Regions from separate parts of the Mus musculus genome. Here region 1 is linked to region 2. Evidence: chromatin contacts called from public HiCAR-type data. All regions are on one chromosome and are shown on one strand. The core of a region is the stretch at or near the end of the contact, and the rest is flanking DNA. Distances in the headings are between cores, read along the strand shown.

The links. HiCAR-type assays count read pairs that join an accessible place to other places.
Region 1: a contact with region 2 is called in a HiCAR-type map of astrocytes, with 2.7 times the contacts expected there. The contact joins two enhancer-like sites. A contact is called at or near these places in 1 of 484 Hi-C or Micro-C datasets (peritoneal macrophages), 4 of 115 datasets of contacts at active chromatin or transcription factors (CD8 T cells, the HPC-7 cell line, astrocytes and 1 more) and 3 of 9 other capture datasets (adipose tissue, liver and pancreatic islet).

What each region holds. Positions count from the first base shown.
Region 1 is chr10:8,060,370-8,065,150 of GRCm38.p6, forward strand. No RefSeq gene overlaps it. Among named protein-coding and RNA genes, the nearest start is that of Gm30820, 83 kb to the left of the region's middle. Within about 2 kb of position 3,297, at least 20 of the 459 cell types and tissues checked have an H3K27ac peak or open chromatin away from gene starts, as enhancers often do. A contact at or near this core is called in astrocytes, where this site is marked.
Region 2 is chr10:7,910,984-7,915,772 of GRCm38.p6, forward strand. Tab2 (TGF-beta activated kinase 1/MAP3K7 binding protein 2) reads right to left here. Exons shown (of 7, transcript NM_138667.3): 4 at 405-565; 5 at 106-199. Among named protein-coding and RNA genes, the nearest start is that of Tab2, 43 kb to the right of the region's middle. Within about 2 kb of position 1,423, at least 8 of the 459 cell types and tissues checked have an H3K27ac peak or open chromatin away from gene starts, as enhancers often do. A contact at or near this core is called in astrocytes, where this site is marked.

The sequences.
Region 1 (4,781 bases), core at 2,047-4,546, 150 kb after region 2:
TAGAGAGATGAATTTTTAAAAGGGGGTGTGACAAAGGTGCTCTGTGCTGACTCAGTGGCAGCACTCTCTGCATTTCCTGATTCTCAGGGCAAGGAGCAGGCACAGACTCCAGTGGCAAAGAAAGTGGTGAAGAAGAACAAGCTATTTTTCAGACCTGTCACTATGATCTCCCCAGAGACCCCCATCTCTCTCCCCTCCTGGTGGAGACTATGCACTCCACTTGGCCCACATTCAAAATGGAAGCAAGACACCTCATCCATATCAGACGTGTCACCAAGAAGACAAAACCCAACCTTTATCATGAAAAGCTATTGAGATTTCTGGGTATTATAACATTTTCATTCTTTGAGAATTAATATGATGCATTTTGATCATATGTGTATCTCCATAACATGTCTCAGCTCCTCCTCTCCCATCAACTTTGAGTTCCTTGTTTTGTTTGTTCTTAAATAGCCCACCAAATCCAGTTCATGCTGTCCCTGTACTCACTCTGGAGTTCGATCGATTTTCCCTTAGAAAAAACTGAGTCTTACTTCCCTGGCTCCTCAGATATGGGTAGAGGTTCATGGGTGCCTCTCCCCTCCATTCTAGAATGTGAACTGGCTTCATCTTGTGCAGGTCTTGTGTAGGCAATCACAACTGCTGTGAGACTGTGAGTGCTGCAATTGTGTCACAACTAGAAGACACAATGTTACTCCACTCTTTCTTGACCTCTGGCTCTTACTATCTTTCCTCCCTTCTTCTAAGCTAGTGCCTGAGCCTTAGTGTAGGAGATGATATAGATGTTCCATTTGTGGCTGGGCATGTACTGACATGTGCTGTGAACAGTTCTGAGTTTCTGTGTTAATCACTGTCCACTGCATGAAGAAACTCTGCTGATTATGTCTGAGAGTTTCTCTAATGTTTGAATATAGAAGTATAAATTTAGAGGCAGATGTGATACAATGTCTATTTAAAAGAATAGTAGTAACACTTTCATCCCTAGGGCTTGTGAACTCCCCAACTATGGGTCCTTAGCCAGATTTATAGAATTAGGCACGTATTTACTCCTGTGGAGTAGGGTTTAAATCAAACTAGAAAACAATTGATCACCCACATAACATTTGTGCCACCATTGCATGCATGGGCATATCTTGCAAAACCATTCATCATTGTAGTTCATGGGATTCATAGCTAAGTAAAAGTGTTGATAACTCTTTCCCCCTAGCAATCTACATAGCATCTTCTGGTACTATAAAAGATATCTAGCAGGAAGGATGCTTCTTTGTCAATAACATCTTGATTTCTCCATGTTCTGTTACCAAAGTGTGTCTTCAGTGACAGAGTCTTACCATTAAGTGGTTTTACTGTTACTGTCAAACTAGATAACAGGCAAATCAAATGATTGATGCTGGGGCTAACTATGCTGCTCAGAAGACCCTTTCCGTTCTTCTCTCTTGCTCCTCGTTTCTCTTTCTTAGACTACTTCCATTTGTCTGCGTGGCTCCTGGGGGTACGAGGTAATGTAGAAATTAGGAAACAGATGTTGGTGACGTTGGGTCCTCTTTCTGGGTAATAGCTTCCTATTACCTACTCACTACAAATAGAATCCTAGAATCAGTGTCACATCCTGAACCTAGAGTTATGTCCTTAGGACTTCATCCCATCTCGATAAGGCATGCATCGTCTCAGTCTGCTCCCTGTACTGACAGCTAGCATGGAGAAGGCTGGAAAGGATGGCTCTGTCTTGGATTATTGCTTTTGTTCTCATTAGTCTTCAGCCCATTTAAAGCATCCAGTGGAACAGAGAGTAAGTGTTTTGGCTACATTGAGAGTAAGTGTTTGGAGAAGCAGAGATGAAGAAGCCATTAGGTGTTTGGGAGAAGCTACTAGTGAAACATCTCCCCTTACTGGTCTTCTGGTTTATGCACAAATAGCAGAGCCACATTTGATCTCTGCCTTCATCAACAATGGAAACACTTCACAGGCTCACCTCCATGCAAGGCATTTTATCAGATTCCTTGCATATCTGATCTCATTGGCTTTTTATGACAATTGTATATGGACCAAATAGCCTCTCATTTGACAGAAGTAAAGATGAGAGTTGAGAGATTGAAGTAAAGAGTCTGAGGTCATGAATAGGAGAAGGGAAACCTGGGTGTCCCTTTGTACAGACCTACTGTTCTTTTTTTGGTTTGTCTTGAAAAGAAGCACCTTGCAAGGTGGTAAATCACAGAATCAGTGTCACAGAATCAGTGGTAAAGAACAGCTTGCAGTTTTTCATGTCCAGAGCAGGCTACGGTTCAAGTTCTTTCCTGGCCTTTGTTACTATGGAGGAGAAATGAACCCCTGACTCTTTCTGGTCTTATACATAAGAAGTAGAAATGAGAATTTAAAAAAATCTTGATCAAATGTGCTTATAAGCAATAACTCTCAGAAGCATCCACATCAAGAAAGAGGCATTTTTCCTACCTTGAAACGTACTCTGTAATGATTTCTTCCACCCACAACTACTTAATTATACAATTATTTAGTTAATGGGTAATATCATTAGCTCATATATTAGCTTAATATCAATAGAATATTTATCCATGTGCCTACTTTCTACTTCTCCTTACTCTTTGGTTCTCTACCTTTCTGCCTAGGCAGAAACAACAACAACAACAACAACAACAACAACAAAGACCCATTTTAAAAAATGCTGTTCCTTTGCTAAGCATAGAGCCAGTCAAATCTTTGGAATCTTTGCCAAAAAGAGAAAGAAAGAAAGAAAGAAAGAGAGAGAGAGAGAGAGAGAGAGAGAGAGAGAGAGAGAGAGAAAGAAAGAAAGAAAGGAAAGAAAGAAAGAAAGAAAGAAAGAAAGAAAGAAAGAAAGAAAGGAAAGAAAGAAAGAAAGAAAGAAAGGAAAGAAAGAAAGAGGGAGGAGGGAGGGAGGGAGGGAGGGAGGGAGGGAGGGAGGGAGGGAGGGAGGGAAAGATCAGGTCAGAGGTACACTGATTTACAAAAATTCAAATAGGATAAAGAAGAGAAAAAGAGACCAAGAAGCGCATTCCCATCCCCCAAGCCCTAGTCCAGTGTGGTAACTGCTTTTGTTTCTTGGTGCTTTGAATTCTCTTCGTAGCTACTTAGATTGTGCTAGAAATATGCCTTGTCCTCTTTTTGGTCATTTATCAGCCTTGGGTGTTGTTTTCTGCTCTCTGCTAAGAGAGATGAAGGACTTTGTTCCATTGCAACTACTATTTCTCACATTGACCTCCTTTTGACACTGCTGGGAAGAGATCGGGGATGGGTGTCTACCCTCCACACATGAATGGTTCTTGGCTCGTTCCTGTTCTTCAGTTGTTAGCACAGGCCTTGGCATCTCTTGAAACTTCTATCAGTCAAGAGTCTCATTGGGAAACAAGAATTTATGCCAGGTATTCAGTGGAGAGAATGTAATTAAGGGAGTTAATTATAAGGGCTTTGGAAATGCTGACAGAGCAAAGAGGACGATGAAGCAATAAGAGTTAGATGCAGAGGAGAGAGGTAGGACATTGTGCAGTTCCAGCCATTCACAGTGTTGACTCCAGGAGCTGGAAGCTGGCACTCCACAACAAGCCCATCCAGATGGAGCCAGTACCCCAGTGGGAGCTGAAATCCTGGTACAGTAGCTAGTGTTAGAGGCATTGCCCCGAGGAGAAAAAGAACCAGATCCTGGCCTCTTCCTTCCTCCCATCTGCCAGCCTCTTGCCAGTGCTTTCTATTGGCTTCCAGAAGCCACTTTGGCAAGTAGTCTGGAAAATGTAAGTGGTCAGGGTCAATATTGAAAGACAGAACAGAGTGGGGGTTGTGAAGAGGGAGAGAATATAATACGAATCCCGGGATGAATGACAGTGTTTTGGGGGTAAATCTTATTTCCCTTGAAGGGCATGGCATATTTCTAATCTTTTGTGACTCAAAATAGGGCCTTCTTTGCTAACAGATCCATTGAAGATGTAATAAGTTAGGATAAGGCTGTATTAGAGGATAACTGGGATCTATAAAAAACAGATTTTTATCCCAATACAATCCCACATACTTGCTGTCTGAAATCCTTCCAAGTGTCTGGCCCATCGCCCTAGCCCTGTCATGGACATGTTCTCTTTTATGTCATTTAAGTGGCATTCCAAGGCAGACCGAGTCAACAAAACCCATAATCTGCCATCCTTATGCTGCATCCTGCATCCATGCATCATGTTCAGCATCCCTGCCTCTTCCTGCCCAGCAATGACTGAGCACCACAAATATAAAACAAAGAAAATAACCATATTTCCTTTGCTGAGGATGTAACTTTTAACTTCCTTTTCATCAATTGATCTAACTTGTCAAGTTAACTGAAACACTTAGGCTTAGCATCTTGCCTACAATGATGCCTGGATTCTTTTTCTTAAGAGTTTATTCTTGGGTACCAGCCTTTAACATCCTAGCTCTGGTGAAACAAAGGCTGGAAGACTGGTGCAATTTTGAGAATAGCCTGGGCTATATAGCGAATTCCGTACCAGCCCTGGCTATAAAGCTAGATCCTGTCTCAGAAAAATAAAGCATAAACAAAATTCAGCAGTTATATTATGAATTAAGCATATTACATTGCCTCTGCATATAGGAGCAATGCTATTTAGTGTTCTTTATAGCGTTCCTTGGATCTTCAGCTCCCTCACAGCTAATCGAGTTCTAAGAGGCTCTAGAACTTCCAAGACTGCTTAAACAACAACAAGCAAACTTAAGGTAATAGCAGGAAAATCCGGTACAAATTGCCTGGCATGTGACCCACTAGCACTGAGAAA
Region 2 (4,789 bases), core at 173-2,672:
TCTGGCTCCAAAGCTAAATACTCCGAGACAGTGACTGGTAAGCCACAAGAAAACACTTGGCAGATCAATTCAATGAATTTCAGCTGAGAATGCATTGAACTTTACCTCGGGCTTGAAAAAGATCAATTTCTTTGGTTAAGCAGTCAATGTCAATCTGGAGTTGTCTATTACAACTTCTCAACTGCTGCATTTCTTCGAGCTGAAAAATAATTCCATATAAAAAGGTTTGTATTGAATTCTCACGTCATCAGTGAACAAAGAATGGAGTTGGCAGGGGGAGGTAAGGACAGAAAAACAAGTATGAACTAAGAGCATCTGCAGAAAACTAGAGCAAGCCTTTACACTGTGGCAGGCAGCCTGCTCTCCTGATCAAGCACAGGCCACGGCGGATGCATAACACTTACTGACGGTATCTGGGAAATGGAATTTGATCTCTTCAGGCGCCTTCGAGTTAGATTATTTTCCATCTCATTGACCTCAGATTTGAGTTTATCCAGCTTTTTCTTTTGCATCTCGAGCTCTCTTTGAAGCCGTTCCATCCTGGCCTTCTGGTGCACCAGCAGAGCTGCAACAGGAGCACATGCGTGAGGCCCCGCCCACTCCAGCAGCGAACTCTGCAGCAGACAAGCATTTCTGGGACAGCCTGCCAAGAACCCCAGAGCTACATTACAACAAAATACTGGGATGCACTTACATTTTCAAAAATCTTGACCTGGAAACTTTTCATTACTTAAGCAAATACTGCCCACCTAAAAATTTTTCACGGTTTGAATGAAACCTACACTACTATGGCTGAAGACAGTAGTCTGTTACTTTTTAAAAGATCCTAGCTTACTAAACTAACCGAATTTGCTCTTTTAGTAGTTCACATCTGACTCGTGGAAAGGACAAACTCTTTCCTCCAGTGTGACACCACGGTCTATGTTCGAGATATTCTAACATGATCATTTTACAGACATTTTATACGGGAATATGGAATGGGGTAAATAATTTTGATTATAACAAATAAGAATGACTTCAAACCACATGAATATCAACAAACTGTCCAAACTTCAAATTAAAAAGTGTCATTTAGAGTAGCAATAAGTCTTATGACATAAATGCTGAGCTATCTGGAAACGTTCATCAAGCTGTCAAAATTGATGTCTCTCCCCGGAAGCCGCCCATGAGAAATGGAAACCTTGTCTTTTAGGACACTGGACTGGAAAGACACCTTGGGATGGTGCTACCCAGATAACAAGCTGATGTGAGAAAGTACCTCAAGACTGCAGCACTGTTTTTAGTGCTTCCTATGTTCAGAAATGTTTGGATACACACAAACACTTGCCATTGTATCACACTGCCCCAAATATCCAGTATAGTCGCATGCTATGCAGGCTTGCCACTTACAGTCAGTAGGTATACCAGCATCTAGATATGCAGTAGCATTACCACACTGGTCTGGGCACTCCATGGTAATTGTATGATAAATGGACTGGCTACGTGGCACAGTTTTCAGACTGAATCACTTCCTGAATGTTGTTTACCTGTTCAATTAAAAAAGGAATTCCAGGGGCAGGCAGAGTGTGTGGAGAAAAGTCAAGATCTGAAGAGTACTAGTTAAAAATGTCCCCAAATTGAAGAAAAAGAAAATATAATTCTACAAGATAATGGAACATTTGTTCTGTTCACCTAACTAACTAAATCATCAAAGAGTACAGATGAATACACACATTTTCAAAGTTTGGGAGAACGTGCAACAACAGGCAGCTGCTGACACACAGACAAATATATGCTGATACCATGACAAATGACAGAAAGCTGCAGAAAAAAACCACACGGCAACTACGGTGAAGGGAGAGAGAATGCTGGAGACTGTGAAAGCCAAGTAAAACTCAAGTACTAGAAAATACAAGAGAAATAGGAAGTACGTCTTCCAAGAAGTCCGCTAAGGTCTTGGAAAGAATGCCCAAGCCCAGTGAACCAACCATTCTTCTCTGTGTTTCCTCTACAGGCCGCGCTTCAATCTCCATGGAAGCCCATTCTTAAATGCCAAGATGCTTAGTGTTTAGGGATTACAGATGAAAGGAATCGAGATGTAATATCTAAATGAAATACCCAGTTTCTAAATTAAAATGACCAAAAGAAAAATAAAGAATGTGTGTTTAAACCTATTCACCAAGAAAGGACATGGAAGACATAGAAAACAAAAAAATTGACAAGAACAACTTATACTTTTACTAGTGACCACAACAGATGTAAACACTAAATAAATAATTTCTTGCTGTGATCCTCCATGTGGGTGCTGGTACCTCAGGTCCTCTATAATTGCACTGCTGAGCAATCTTTCCAGTCCACAAAGTAGATTTTATAAATTAAGATCTATGTTGTTTATAGCAGAAACATTCCACTCACTCAGTCACTCACTCAGTCATTCTTCTAATAAGCTGAGAGGTGATCACACTGTAGTCACCCAGGGACACAATGCACAGGCAATCCCTCACCCCGTGGAGCTCACAGAAACAGGGCGACTAGGGCAAGAGAAGATAGCAACATCAGGACTCCAGAGAACCTTAAACAGATGAAAAAGGGTGTGTGCGTGTGATACTAACACATTCAGTGCTTTTAAGTCTTTTTGTCAAAGTTAATGAAATAAAAGTAATTTAAGCATGCCACCCCCTACCGCTGCTACAAAACTCCAGCAGAAGCTGTTGGTTACCAGGGCAGTCCCAACACTGCTTCTGGAATACAGGAATACTGGAATACAGCTGCCAGATTCTGATGGACACAAACGTCTTTTAATTTTATTAAAAACTGTAAAGACATTTCAAGTTTTATAGTGTAAATTTTAGGCACTATAAATAATTCCTAGTTCTTACAGAAACACAAAACTCAGAACTATTAGAAGAGAATGCACTTATTAAAGACTATCCATTGTAAAATGTCCCAGGTATTAATGATTATAATGATTTTAGATTTTTTTAAAAAGATAATTTTTGTCACTAAAATGTAGCAAGCCCTTATTTCTCAAGTTTAAAATTTATATGATTTAATATACCTAAACTAGGTATATGACTAAGCCATATTCAAGTTAGAATGAAGAAAGTACGTCAGCTTTTAAAATCAATCTAAATCCTCTGCAGAGCAGAGATTGTATCTGTTTTATACATTGCCGTGTCACCGCTAGATATCTACTTGGTGACCGAATTACAGAAGACTCAAAGATGGCAGCTTTTAAAAGCATCTTGTTTTCATTTGTTTTTACCATTTCTAAGGCTAGTTGAAATCTAGTTGCTGCTAGATCTTGCAGCAGGGCCTGTATTCAAACAACAGACACAACAAGGAAACTGAGATGATGCAGAACAGAGCCCACCAGCTAATCTAGTAATAACAGAGCCTATGAGGCAGGGAGAGCTTGAATTCAAAGCTTATTTGGGCATTATAGAGAAAAGACCTGTCTCAGAAAAAGAAAAAAAAAAAATATATATATATGCTCATTTGCATAAGCATATCTCTGGTTTATTTGTGATAATATCTAGTATCACATAAACATTACATAAACAGCTGTTATACTGTACTGTTTAATGAATAAGTCTGTATGTCTGCCGTCCAGATGCAATCCTGATTAAGTCCAATTGATAAACTAAGGTTAGATGTGACTTAACCCATATATTTACAGATATACATGTGTATAGTATGTACTAAAATGTGCTTTTATGTGTGTATATGTAGTTGTATGTATATATGTGTATATATGACTGACTATAAGGAGAAAGAATGTTAATAGAGATTGTATTTAACAATTAAGTAGACAGACGTGGAGACATATTTACTGTTTTTTTTCAAGACAGGGTTTCTCTCCGTGCAGCCTTGGCTATTCTGGAACTCACTGTATAGACGAGGCTGTTCTGTAACTCATAAATATTCACCCGCCTCTGCCTCCTGAGCAATGGGATTAGAGGTGTGCACCACCAACGCCCATCAAGGCATCAGTTTTGAGACACAGCTTGCTAGGCAGGGCTCTCCAATGGTGGGGCATGCTGCTCCAGAGGTAGCTCTAATACATCTGCCATCACTGGGGCTCCTGTCTGATGGTGCAGGGTGGGGAATTAGACTGGTAACCCTGGATACAGACTGCTGCACGTTTAAGGAGTCTTTTAATTCTAAGAGTGACACCAAGCTAATAATGGTTCCTTTAAAGAATGGAAGAGCCGACAGGTGGGAGACTCACTCGAAAAAGACAAATCATAAGCAGTTTGATATCAACTTGTAATTATTGCGATGATTATTTAATAATGTGATTACAATTAACATAAAACAAAGTTCTATGTGAGGCACTTCATAAGATTAAACCAATTTAAAAACAGTAATTTAAATTTTATTTCCTTTTGGAAAAAAAAAATCGCTGACTTTGTATGAGAAGCAGAGTTACTAACTCTCCATAGCTGTGACTTGTAAGGAAGTGCTGTGAGAAACGACAAGGACTGAGAAACATAGAACTCAATAAACTTTTCAATGCACAAGTTTTTAAACTTGAATTTCTTATATTTTGGTTGTGAGCCTAGTCTTTAACGGCTGAGCCATTTCTCTAGCCCACAGACCATATGAAACATGAAGCTCAAGAAGGAGGAAGACCGAACGAAGTGTGGATACTTTGGTCCTTCTTAGAAGAGGGAACAAAATACCCATGGGAGGAGGTACAGAGAGAAAACTGTGGAGAAGGAAAGGCCATCCAGAGACTGCCCCACCTGGGGATCCATCCCACATGCAGTTATCAAACCCAGACACTGTTGTGGAGGCCATCAAGTGC